Regions from separate parts of the Mus musculus genome. Here regions 2 and 3 are each linked to region 1. A link is a contact called in public HiChIP or PLAC-seq and promoter capture Hi-C data. All regions are on one chromosome and are shown on one strand. The core of a region is the stretch at or near the end of the contact, and the rest is flanking DNA. Distances in the headings are between cores, read along the strand shown. Region 1 holds the start of Nktr (natural killer tumor recognition sequence). Region 2 holds the start of Tcaim (T cell activation inhibitor, mitochondrial). Region 3 holds the start of Eif1b (eukaryotic translation initiation factor 1B).

Region 1 (4,352 bases), core at 1,064-3,563:
AAAACCCTAACTAATACAGTCCTCTGCAAGAACAGAAAGCACTCTTATTTTAAACACAGATTTGTGTTGGTACTATTTTTTTGAGTTACTTTATTGGGGTCTTAGATCTACTTCCCTTCCAACCCTTATTCCACCCTGATCTCTTCCAACTCCCCAACGCTAGGTAGGAAGGAAAGAAAGAGAGGAAATGAGGCACAGACCTCTTTAGATTATTTCCTGCTGACTGGGGATGTTGAGTTACTTGAGGCAAGTCCAATCTTCATGGTCAGGATATCTCCAATTTCTTCTCATCTCTTTGCTCACGAACACTTGGCAAAACTCCAGGAGAAGCAGCATTCCCAGAGCGCCCCACCTCATCTCAGGACTCTGGTTCATACCCTTGGAAGCATCCCTAGACTTCTGAATGTAAACTATCTACAGCTGGCAAAAGCATGCCCCTGCCAGTGCACTTGGCAAATCATAATCACCTGCTGTGGAGTAGTCTCTTATCCCACACCTGGGGTTAAATAAAGACATTCACACAATTATAACTGGGTTTTCTAAGAAACCAAAATTCTCACTATAGAGTCTCTCTTTGTGGTCTTTCCTGGAACTCTCTGTGTAGACAGACTGGCCTTTGAGTCACAAAGAGCAACCTGTCTTTGCCTACTAAGTGCTGGGTGCTGTGATTAAAGGTGCGTGCCACTATACCCATCGTAAGTGAGGACTCAACAGCTGAGCCATCTCTCCAAACACAGAGACAACATAGTAGAACCGATTTAAGCTTATCCCGGCTTATAAATAAATGAGTGGAGGGTAACTCCTAATGTACTCTTCTAACTGCTGTCCTGGCTACCTCCCTTGGGTGTACCCCAGATATGGACTGTTTTTTCTGGCTGTGTGCTCATCCTTTGCCTCCCCCCATGGGGGCTTCCTCTCTCCCATTCCTCCTTCTACACTTGGTCTCTCTTTTCTCCTTACTCTTCCCACCCAGGTAACTCAAAATCCACCTACCTCGAATCCCTCCAGTAATTGGCTGTAGCCAATTTTATTTAACCAACAGTTTTAAATTAAGGAACAAGGTACAAAAGCTTGGAAAGACGGTAAGTCACTCGTAGGTTTAGGTTTTTGGATATGGAATTTTGCTTTATGTAACAGACCCAACCTCAACACTGATTGTGATTAAAATTTTCTACAACAGCACATTTTTTAAAAAAGATTTATTTATTATATGTAAGTACACTGTAGCTGTCTTCAGACACTCCAGAAGAGGGCATCAGATTTCATTATGGATGGTTGTGAGCCACCATGTGGTTGCTGGGATTTGAACTCGGGACCTTCAGAAGAGCAGTCGGCGCTCTTAACCACTGAGCCATCTCGCCAGCCCCAACAGCACATTCTTATTGTGTACCTTTTGTTTTGAGACAGGATCTACCTAGCCCTGACTGGCCAGGAAGACAATATGTAGAACTGACTGACCTCAGACTGAGAGCCACCTACCTCTGCCTCTCGAGCCGCTGGGATTAAAGGCTGTGTATTATTGCTCACAGACTTTCCTTTTGTAAGGTTTTACTTTCTGTTTTGCCTGCATGTATGTCTGGGCACCATGTGCATGCTTGGTGTCCACGGAGGTCAGGGGAGCGCGATGGAAACCCTGAAACGAGATGGTTGTAAGCCACCATGCGGTTATTGAGCTGGGCTTTGAACCAGGTCCAATGCAAAAGCGGCCTCTAGACCATCTTAACTGCTAGACCATCGCTCCTGTCAACTGGTTTGGTTTCTTCACAGGTCTCAGGTATCTCAGGCTGACCTTGAACTTCTGAATCTCCTGCCTTTACCCACCAAGCGCTGGTGCGCAGGTGTAAACGCTACGGTTTGTGTTTTGCTTCGGGGTTTTGTTGTTGCCTTGATTTTTGTTTCCTTTCGTTGTATTTCTGAGAAAGCCTCAAGTGACCCAGGCTGGCCTCGAGCCGGCGGCCAGCCTCGTCTCACCCTGGCGGGCAAGGGAGGCACATCTGGCTCCATCTGGTCCTCGATTCTTTTAACGCGAGACAAACAGCGTGACCGCATCAACCACGAGAGAGAACAGGTCACCCGCCACGTCGGCCGGAAGCCTGGGATTCACCCTGCGTTCATCCACTGGCCACGCAATCAGAAATCTCGCGGTGCTGCATGAGTGAGCCGTGGTTGACAGCTCGCACACGTCTGCGCACTCGGGATTGGACAGGGGATCCTGAGGGGCGGGGCACGAGAGCCCTGGCGCGGACCGCCTACTCCGACCCCACACCCCGCTCGGCGGCGAGACGAACTCTCGCGACGCTTGCGTCCGGCCTCGCGAGCTCTGGCGTGGCGCTCGCCGGCTGGCCCTCACGGGGAAGAGGTGGCGTTCCGTTGGTGACGTTAGGCTCCGGCGGCGCCGGCAGGGCGTTCTCCGGAGCTGTGCGGCCAGGTGAGAAGCTCGACGGGAGCGCGGGTAGCCGCGGCTGGGGTGGGCGGGCGGGCGGGTGGGCAGGGTGGGGCGGCCTCTCGTCGGCCGCGTCCCTGTCAGGCGGGCCGGGCCCCGCCCCGCCCGGCCGCCCGCCTGCCCTCAGCGCCCTCCTCCCTGTCCGCAGCTCGCCGCCGTCCCGCTGCTGCGCTCGCGATGGGCGCCCAGGACCGGCCGCAGTGTCACTTCGACATCGAGATCAACCGGGAACCGGGTGAGCGGGGCGGGCCCCTCTGTGGGCCCGGGTCGGGGTGGAAGTGGACGCGGCGGAGCCGGAGCCGGAGCCGGGCGGGGGCGGGGCGGGGCGGGCTCGGCCGGCCAGAGCTGCGGAGCCGCCGCGGTCACGAGCCGGCCAGCTGCCCTCCGCTGTCCCTCGGGAGCCTTCCCGAGAATGTACTGGCTCCGGGAGACGTGGCTGGAGAGGAGAGACTGAAGGGCTTGTGCGGGTTCTGTAGCCCCGGGATTGCTCCTAGGCTGCGGCCGCGATGTTTGGTTTTTTTTTTTTTTTTTTTGGAAGTCCAGTGTGCAGCCATTCATTAATCCCGAGGCGTCGACGTCTCTGTGTGCAGAGAGGTGGCTGCTGCACACATCGGTGCGCACACATGTAAAGGTCGCGTGTGTATCGAGCAGGAACATGTGTACGGATGCGCGGTTCTCAACCGACAGGGATCTTAACTGGAGGTGTGTGGTGTGCGCCACGTCTTAGGTCGCAGTGGACTCGCAGGAGAGCTGCTTGTCCTGGGCTCTGGAAGGGCAGCAGTGACTAAAGCAGGGCTGCTGCTTCTTTTATGTTGACGTCCTGGGGGAAAGAGGCAGGAAGTGAAGGGGTAAAAACCGCATTCCCTCCAGTAGTGCTGTTTTAGTCAGGCGGTGAGCGAGAAAGGCCATCTTGAGAAGATGACATTTGAGTAGGTGCGAAGCCGAACCTGTGGAGGGACGCCTTTGAGAACTGTGCTTGGTAGTGGCAGCCAACGGTTAGCTTGGGTTCTGAGACAGCGCTTGTGTTTCTTGAGGGAAAGCGAAGGTCCCGGTCTGGCTGGAGTAGAGGGAACAGAATAAGGAAAACTCAGGCTCTAGGATAAAAGGAAGACGGTGACGGTTCTGAACAAAGGATTGGAGCGATCTTAAACGTTCTGTTTTTCTCATCTAACATTTCGACCCTGACTGTAGCTGCAGTTTATTTAGCATTTACCAAACTTACTCTGGAGATTTTTCACGGATTTTTTTTTTTTTTTTGCAAAACTAATGTATTAACATACTCAGAAAGTAATAGGAATATAACTGGGAAGTATTTTCCTCGAATAACCAAGGACCTGACTTTGATCCCCAACACCACAGATGGATGTCAGTCTTGAAAAGAATGTACTTAACATGGCTATACATCTTCGTTTAATGTCTTTTTTTTTTCAGGCGTCTTCTATTTTTAACCTTTTAAATTTTGTTTTGTTTTTGTATTTCAAGACAGGGTTTTTCTGTGTAGACCAGGCTGTCGTAGAACTCAAAGAGAACCGAGTGCTGGGATAAAAGGTGTCCACCACTATTGCCCCACTTATTTTTAAGAATCAGCCAGAAGCAGTGGGAGAGTGCTTGTCTGGGAAGAGTGCTTGCCTGTTGTATTGTTGGCTCCAAGTTCAATTTCCAGCGTCACAAATAAAAGTATCTGATTTAGATTTACTTTGATAAGCAGAGGTGATGCAGAAATCAAGATGTACTGTTAAGGATTAAGTATGTACTTTCAGTTACCATGAGTACAAATACAAAACAGATTTTCTTTTGAATTATAAAACTGTTGGATGACTGCAAATGCAGATTTAAAAGGGGGACAACCTTTACATTGTATAACAGGTTTCCTGTATGAATCCAGTAAATTGTTCCTATTGGAAGTCAT
Region 2 (3,979 bases), core at 1,427-3,926, 1.1 Mb after region 1:
CCCTTATAACACCCACTCCCCCTGCTCACCAGCTCACCCACTCCTGCTTCCCTGTCCTGGCATTCCCCTACAATGGGGCATTGAGCCTTCTCAGGACCAAGGGCCTCTCCTCCCATTGATGACCAACTAGGCCATCCTCTGCTACATATGCAGCTAGAGCCATGAGTCCCTCCATGTATACTCTCTGGTTGGTGGTTTAGTCCCTGGAAGCTCTGGGGGTACTGGTTGGTTCATATTGTTATTCCTCCTATGGGGCTTACAAGCTCTTTCAGCTCCTTAGGTCCTTTCTCTAGCTCTTCCATTGGGGACCTTGTGCGCAATCCAATGGTTGGCTGAGAGAACCACCTCTGTATTTGGCAGGCACTGTCAGAGCCTCTCAGGAGACAGCTATATCAGGCTCCTGTCAGCAAGCATTTGTTGGCATCCACAATATTGTCTGGGTTTGGTGGTTGTATGTGGGATGGATCCCCAGGTGGGGCAGTCTCTGGATGGTCATTCCTTTAGTCTCTGCTCCACACTCTGTCTCTGTATCTCCTCCCACGGGTATTTTGTTCCCCCTTCTAAGAAGGACAGAAGTATCCATACTTTGGTCTTCCTTGAGTTTCATGTGTTTTGCAAAATGTATCTTGGTATTCTAAGTTTCTGAGCTAATATCCACTTAGCAGTGAGTGTATATCATGTGTGTTCTTTTGTGATTGGGTTACCTCACTCAGGATATTTTCTAGTTCCATCAATTTGCCTAAGAATTTTATGAATTCATTGTTTTTGATAGCTGAGTAGTATTCCATTATGTAAATGTACCAAATGTATCCATTCCTCTGTTGAGGGACATCTAGGTTCTTTCCAGCTTCTGGCTATTATAAATAAGGCTGCTATGAACATAGTGGAGCATGTATCCTTATTACATGCTGGAGCATCTTCTAGGTATATACCCAGGAGTGGTATAGCTGGGTCCTCCAGTAGTACTATGTCCAGTTTTCTGAGGAACAGCCAAACTGATTTCTAGAGTGGTTCTACCAGCTTGCAATCCCACCAGCAGTGGAGGAGTGTTCCTCTTTCTCCACATCCTCCCCAGCATCTGCTGTCACCTGAATTTTTGATCTTAGCCATTCAGACTGTTGCGAGGTGGAATCTCAGGGTTGTTTTCTAGAACCCAGGACCACCAGCCCATGGATGGCACCACTCACAGTGGGCTGGGACCTCTTACATCAGTCACTAAGAAAATGCTTTCCTGCAGTGTGATCTCCAGAGGTGTTTTCTCCATCGCGGCTCCCTCTTCTCTAAGGACTCTAGCATGTGTGAAGTTAACATAAAGCAGCAGCACAGACTGAAAACACAAAGATCCAGGGCACCCCACCAAATGTCTAAGTTACCCTCCTAACAGCTCCCTTTCAGTGGGTCTCATATGACTATTACGTGTACGTTGTGGGAGGAGCACACATCCATGTGGATTTTTGCAGGACAGCGTTTTTGGAATCTGTTCTTTCCTTCCACCTCCATCTAGTTACGGTAATCAAACCACAGTGGTCAGGCTGGAGGGTCTGATAGCAAACACTTTCATCTGTTGGTCGACCTGGCAGCACAGTACTGTATGCTTTATGATAATATGTGACTAAGGACATTGCTAATGAAAATATTTTAAACAAATGTGCCAAAATATAAATATCTAACAAGGATTGTCCCAAAACACTAAGAAGTTAAAACTTCAGAAGTTGTCAGGTGGTGGTGGCCCATGCCTTTGATCCCAGCACTCAGGAGGCAGAGGCCAGCAGATCTCTCTTCAAGGCCAGCCTTGTCTACAGGACTACACGGAGAAATCCCGTCTCAAAACAAAAAACAAAAACTCCTTCAGAAACCACCTTCAGTATCTGTAGCCTATTCTCTTTAACATAGTCCTCACTCTAAATAGTACTGTACGCCACAAATTCAAGTCGTCTAGAGGGGAAAAGCCCTAAATAGGGTAATAAATGGGACAAGTATTTAAAGGAGTTCTCAAAATGGGTAGAGGCAGTGTCCTTAAATCTACAGTCTCACAAGGGCAGGAAAATTGAGTCCCAGCACTCTTAAGCTTGCGTGACATGTGGCGCACACACTGCCTCAGAGACAGGTGGGCAATTGTAAACTATGCTCCTGCAGACAAAGGACACGATGTGGGCCGCAAGGTCGTCTTCAGGAGAATGAAGATCTGAGAGAAGGGGTGGGATGGCTTCTTGCTGGTTGACCAAGCCAAGAGGTAGCAAAGCGAAAAGCAGTTTATATTCCATCATTTGCAGGTCTGGAGATCAGTTACAGACGTCCAATAAAGCAGTAAAAAGCCCATGCTGAGTACACTGAACGTTTAAAAACAGCCTAGTAAGGAGTCGCGATGTGTCATGCCTGTAATCAAAGCACGTAGGAGGCTGAAGCAGGAGAATTGCCGCAAGTTCAAGGCCAGCGTGGGTTACAGTGTGAGCCACTGTCCCAAATAATTAAACTATCTCAAATAGATTAGATTGAGGAAAAGTCAAGTGGGAAATGTAAGCCAGAGGAACCGGATCTTTCACACTCAGCTGCATCTGGGAAGCCTACCAAGACTACCAACGGCTGCTCAGCAAGAACTGCGTCACCAGAGCGCCTTGCATAGCTCCGCCCCTTCCCCCCTCCCCACCAGGGGCTGCGCGTGCGCGCTTTGGCCCCGCCCCTGCCTCCCGCTACTCCTTTACCTTTGCTTATCGTCCTCCCACCTGCCTGCCAATCATCTTTCTCCCTCAGACCTAGTCGGCCGGAAGAACCGGCTTGTGTCTCCCGAAGCTGCCTTCGGAAACCCGCAGATAGCGGGGTAAGGACACCGCTTTGAAGCGGGGTGGGAGGCCGCTGAGAGCCGACGTCCTGGCTGGGAGCCGCTTGCCGGCCTTGCGCAGGCGTTCTAGGAGGAAGGTCGGTCCGCCTTAGCCAATGAGCATGGTTCGTGCGGCCTGCCGGCTCCAAGTGTCGGGGCGTCCAAGCACGAACCCAGGCCTCTGAGACAGTGGGCCAGACCTGTCAGGAGCTCCCTGCAGAGCGAAAGTTGCCCAGGGACTCCACACTTGCCACACAGGCCTTGGCCTGTGCGTGCTGAGGCGTAGGCGAGGCTGTCAGATGGGAGCTGGGTTTAGGCTGCTGCTGGGAGAGCCTTGAGGCTGGTGGGGCCCTGGGAGGAGCTGCACCCCAAGTTGCGGACCTGTCCATTCACCTCTAGACCTGTAATCAAACTTATGGCTAAGTAGACTCTCAGAGGGGAGTCTGAGGCGTAGATTACTCAAGTGCACTTCACCACTAAAGAGCTTAAGGAGTGTGCTAATTCATTCAAGACATCTGTGGAATGTGTGTGTGCGAATGGGTTTAAGATTGTAGGATAATGGTAAAAGGAAACAGGATCAGGCTGAATTTTATCAGTTTGAGACCACCGATTGGAGATTCCAGATTTAATGTGGAGTTCATATAGTTTTAAAAAGGTGTCAAAGTTTGGTTGGCTGGTTGGTTGGTTAGATTTGTCTACAGATGGCCTACTGAAAAGGAACTGGAGATGCCTGCCATCCCTTGGCTTAGTGTTGATGAAGGAGTTTTAAGCTCAGGGAAATTGCAGTGCTAGAGTGGGTACTCTCTGAAAAACCTGATCCCTCATAATGGAAAGGCCCAGAAGACATGCCCTACACTAACCTATAAGATGAAAATGGTTTGAGGGGGCAACAGCAGGTCCGAAGAGTTTTTGTCGTAATTTTTTCTCTTGTGCCAGATCTTAGGGTTCAGTGGGTGTAATTGGACCTTGGAGTAGCACCAGTGCCTGTATATATTAGGTCAGGCTGGGCCAGAAGTGCCTGAATCCTTCTTGAAACTGTAGAGTTTGTAGTTATGATTTAACTCTCCAGCAAGATACAAAAGGAAAGCTAAAGAATTTGTTATCTAGCCAGGCGATGGTGGAGTGTCATTAATCCCAGCAATGGGAGGCAACAGGAGGCAG
Region 3 (4,424 bases), core at 38-2,537, 1.2 Mb before region 1:
GGCTTGCTGATGGCCTGACAACCTGAGTTCCTGCTCCAGGACCTACATGAAGGTGGAAGATGCTCAAGACTATTAATTCAAATATTCGTAAGCTAGAGTTTTTCAAACCATGGTATAAGAATAAAACTGAGTAAGTAGTGTGCCTGAAACCTGACTGGTGGATGTAGGGGCATACAAGTGTATTCATTTTTACAACCCTAAAGCAACAGGCCATGCATAGAAACATTAGGAGCGGCCACTTTGTACAATAGAAGTCACTGAAACATGAGCACTACACTCCAGATATTCATTTCCTTTTTTAAACTACAGTAATGGACTTCGAGAGACTTCCCAGGAGTTGCTGCTCTTACACAAGACCTGGGTTCTGTTCCCATGGTCTCATAACCAGCTGTTATTCCAGTTCCAGGGGATATGACACCCTCTTCTGGCCTCTATGGTACATACACCCAACCACATAAAAATAAAATCTTTTTAAAAAGGAAATTGTAGTAGCGATTGGACCTACTGCTACATCTTGTTGAATGGATTGCTAGACAGAAACATAGTATGTATGCTATCTATGGCTTCTAATGTCTTGCATCAGGCCTCCAATACTATTTCAACACGAAGGCAACAGGTTTGACCTACAAAAAGGTTAAGAATTCCAAATTTTTAGTCTACTGCTTTGGTCTAGAAAGCCAACCACCTGCATAGGTGGTTTACATAGGTTAAGACGGTTCTCCACTGTCCACTGATGGTTGTGCACGGTTACTCTTTACAGTTACTTCATCTGCTCGCTCACACTCACCTAGCAACCACCAGACACCCATCCTGCACGGGACTTGCATCCGACCTTAGGAGGCTCCGCAGAGGAGAGCTCGGGCGGGATGGTAGCGCGTTCTCTCCACGCACACCTGACTCTGCTAGAGGCTAGGTCGTGACACCTGAGACAAACAGGTTAAGCTTAGTAGAGACTGCAGCATCGGAATCCCGGGGCTTGGAGGAAGGGAGAATTCCCAGGTGGCACCCACAAGGGTTCTGCAAGGAACTCAGGGGTCTCGGGAACCCTGGGGGCTGGGGAGGGCGGCGGAGGCGCAGAGCGCGGTCCCCGCTGGTTGCAAGTCCAGACCCCCGGGGGCACGTTTCTCGCCGTTGCACCCGGAAGCGCCTCCGCCCGGCGCCTCGGGCGGGACGGACCGCGGCTGCCCGCAGTGGGCTCCCGCCCGCTCCTCGCTGGCCCCCGGCTCGGCGCTCCGGGGCGGACGCGCGGTGCGTGCGGACGGTCACGTGGCGGCGGCGCGCGGGGCTAAATACGCGGCGCCGGCCATTTTGTGCGAGAAGCCGCAGCGCCGCCTCCCTGCTCGCGCCCCACCGCCGCCTCCGCGTCTTCCTGCGCCCCGGGCTTCCGCCGCTTCATTGATTTCCGTTTCTCGCCGCTGCAGCCTCCTGACACGGTGATCCGGGCGGGCCCCGCGGGAATTCTATCCTCTCACCGGCCTCACACTAGTGTCGCATGTCCACTATCCAGAACCTCCAATCTTTCGGTAAGGGCCAGTGGCCGGCCGCCGCCCGCGTCCCTCTGGGCTTTGTCTCGGCGCCCAGAAGATGGCGACGGGGGGCTCCCCGCGACCCTAGCCCGGGGGATGCCCCTCTCCGGGCCTCGGACACGGCCTTAAGTGGGCCTGCGACTCCGTAGAGGCGAGGGCCCGACCGGCAGGCGCTTGGGGAACTTGACACTGGCAGGAAGACAAGGGTCTCGGGGACTCACAGGACGGTCGGGGGACACGCCAGGGCTGCAGGGGGACCCGCCAGAGGCTGGGGGGACTGACAGAAAGGCCGGGGGCTTCAGAGACCCGTAAGGGAGCTACAGTACTTGCCAGGGCTGCAGAGACTAGGACTAGGGGCTTGCAGGGAACCTGACAGTGACAAGACGCTGGGAGTCTCTGGTGTTATCTCTCTTGTGGCCTCGGGGCTGGCCAGGGCTTTGCAAGGAGACTGGAGGGGTGGGGCCCAGAAGCTGGAGAACCTGACAGCTTTAGGGTGACTGCGAGACCTGTGACTCTCAGACGACTCACAAGTGTGTGTGTGTGTGTGTGTGTGTGTGTGTGTGTGTGTGTGTGTGTTGGGGCATGGGGGGCGGGGGGTGGCCTTGCTCAGTCCTTGCTGGGAGGGAAGGGAAGTTAAGGGCTTAGAGGATCTGCGACTCAGTCGGCCAGGACTGGAGGGGGGGGGGGTGCCAGAGAGACCTGTCACTGACCGGAGCTGGGGTGGGGCTGGACCCAGCTGGTTTTAAGCAGCCCCCAGAGGCGTCTGTTTGAAACACTTAGGAGAGAGGCCTCTGATTTGACTTGGAAGTGGCCCTGTTGTCTCTGCTTGCAATCATTTTGTAAATTACACCTCGTGAGGTTGCATGTATATGTTTATATGTGTTTTATAAGGCTCAGTTACTATGTTAACTAATTGGGGTGGGTGTTTTTGAATGTTGTAGTCGAAAAATAGTGGCGGTGACGCATGTTCTTGTGGCGGCTGTATGAAGGCTGTATGAAATTAGGGTTTCGTAAATGTTTTCTGTCTCATTTGCTGGTGGCTTCCACAGTGGTGGTCTCTACTTTTAAGCTCAGATATCGGCATACAGAGCCTGCTTAGGTTTTTCTCCTTTGAAAAACTTATTATCAGTGAGCCCCACCCTCGCCTGCAGAAATGGAGCAGGAGTGCTGGAGGCCTCACCGAGGTCTGTCTGGATATGGAGTGGAGCACGCTTCTACATACTACTTTGTAATTTGTTTTCTACTTTTCTGCTCCTCTACAGACCCCTTTGCTGATGCAACTAAGGGCGACGACTTACTCCCGGCAGGGACTGAGGACTACATTCATATAAGGATCCAGCAGCGCAACGGCAGGAAGACGCTGACCACTGTGCAGGGCATTGCGGACGATTATGACAAAAAGAAACTTGTGAAAGCTTTCAAAAAGGTGACCGTGAGGAGTGGGTGCATGCCAGAGCTCGGGCCAGGAGAGCTGCTTTGTTCTCCATCTGAGTCGGTTACCCCTCTCTGAGGAATGTGAGCCGATGAGTTGTTACTGTTCCCCTAATATTTCCCTCATGTGGCCTCCAGATTCATTTACAGAGTCGCTTAGTTCTGGAGGACACTGCTCCTTGGTGCAGTCAAGCCGGCTGGCGCAGCTGTGTTTGTTCTGTCAGAGTTAACCCTCTGCATTTAACTTGATGTGTTGTAGAAATTTGCCTGCAATGGAACTGTGATTGAACACCCTGAGTACGGAGAGGTTATTCAGCTTCAAGGGGACCAAAGGAAGAACATCTGCCAGTTTCTTCTGGAGGTGAGTGGCGGATGCACCCCGTGTGACCTTGAAAGAGGCGGGAATCCTTTCCTACTTAGTAAAAAGCACGGGACGGAAGTAGTGGAGTAGAATAGTATCCGTGCTGACCGGAAACGGCAAGGCTCACGTACAGCTCACGCTGCTGCTGAGTGGCCTGGGGAGTGGCATAGGAACCAGGGTTAGGGTTAGGGCAGGTGTGGGATTGTCAGCTGGGGTGGTGGGCGCTGTCACTGCTGACTGCTGGTGGATTCTGCTGAGCACGGTTTTACTTCACAGGTTGGCATCGTCAAGGAGGAGCAGCTGAAGGTTCACGGGTTCTAAGATGAACCCAAGCGTGGCGAGTTTCTTAAATGGTTTTGTTCTCTAACTCAGTTTGGCTGCCTCGGGAGATGATTCTTTACAGTAAACGACAGACTTTGCGTTTATTTAATCATTCAGACTTCCACTCACACCTGCATGGCTACAGAAAACACGGGGTATGTAGGCTCCTGAGTCATAAGGAAATCGCGGTGAGATGGGAACGAAGCCCGAGTCCGTCCTAACATGTTTCCAATGGAAAAGGTTTTGTTGTGAGTGTTTGTTGTTAGTTTTATTTTCACTTGACTGTTAAATGTTTTTGTTGTTGTATTAAACCATGTATGTTGCGGCTTAACAATAAAAAGAAAGTGTGCATCCTTTATGAGCGCTGACCTAAGCCAGCAATGCACTTTGTTTTCTTTGCTGAAACATTAGGAACATGAACTGTCTCTTCCCTGAAACCTCTAGGTTCATCAGCTTCAGAACAACAGGTAGAGAGAGCTGTTTGTCACCCTCAGTGTATCAAAATGCATTTAGCCAGAGGCAGTGCCCTGCAGGTGTGGGTGATGCTGTGTGTCTTCAGAGTGGAAGGCTTTAGGTTAGCACTCCTGGAGTTGAGTGCCAGGTGCTTCTGCCCAGCACAGTCTGGAGTAGACGGGCTCCTCTGCCTGTCAGCCTGGCATTCTGGAGGCCACCAGAGCAGCCTGCCCTGCCTACTGAAGGACTAGTGACAAGCTGTTCTCCTGAGGGGGTAGTGTCCATCACAGTAAAGGAACAGTTCCACCCCAGCCACGGTGGCAGTGCAGCTC

What was found. Promoter capture Hi-C pulls out the DNA fragments that hold promoters and counts their contacts. HiChIP or PLAC-seq counts read pairs in DNA pulled down with a chosen protein or histone mark.
Region 2: a contact with region 1 is called in an H3K27ac HiChIP or PLAC-seq map of embryonic stem cells, with 4 times the contacts expected there. The contact joins the promoter of Tcaim here to the promoter of Nktr in region 1. A contact is called at or near these places in 3 of 39 promoter capture datasets (embryonic stem cells and liver) and 1 of 115 datasets of contacts at active chromatin or transcription factors (embryonic stem cells).
Region 3: a promoter capture Hi-C map of erythroid cells shows a contact between it and region 1, with 6 times the contacts expected there. The contact joins the promoter of Eif1b here to the promoter of Nktr in region 1. A contact is called at or near these places in 6 of 39 promoter capture datasets (cranial neural crest, embryonic stem cells, erythroid cells and 3 more) and 2 of 115 datasets of contacts at active chromatin or transcription factors (astrocytes and embryonic stem cells).

Annotation. Positions count from the first base shown.
Region 1 is chr9:121,716,868-121,721,219 of GRCm38.p6, forward strand. It overlaps Nktr (natural killer tumor recognition sequence), which reads left to right and starts at 2,314. Exons shown (of 17, transcript NM_010918.2): 1 at 2,314-2,428; 2 at 2,592-2,678. The coding sequence starts at 2,621.
Region 2 is chr9:122,802,871-122,806,849 of GRCm38.p6, forward strand. Tcaim (T cell activation inhibitor, mitochondrial) reads left to right here and starts at 2,677. Exons shown (of 11, transcript NM_001013405.2): 1 at 2,677-2,818.
Region 3 is chr9:120,491,319-120,495,742 of GRCm38.p6, forward strand. Eif1b (eukaryotic translation initiation factor 1B) reads left to right here and starts at 1,288. Exons shown (of 4, transcript NM_026892.3): 1 at 1,288-1,523; 2 at 2,789-2,952; 3 at 3,217-3,318; 4 at 3,595-4,009. The coding sequence starts at 1,493. The coding sequence ends at 3,639. It overlaps D830035M03Rik (RIKEN cDNA D830035M03 gene), which reads right to left and starts at 1,263. Exons shown (of 2, transcript NR_166642.1): 1 at 788-1,263.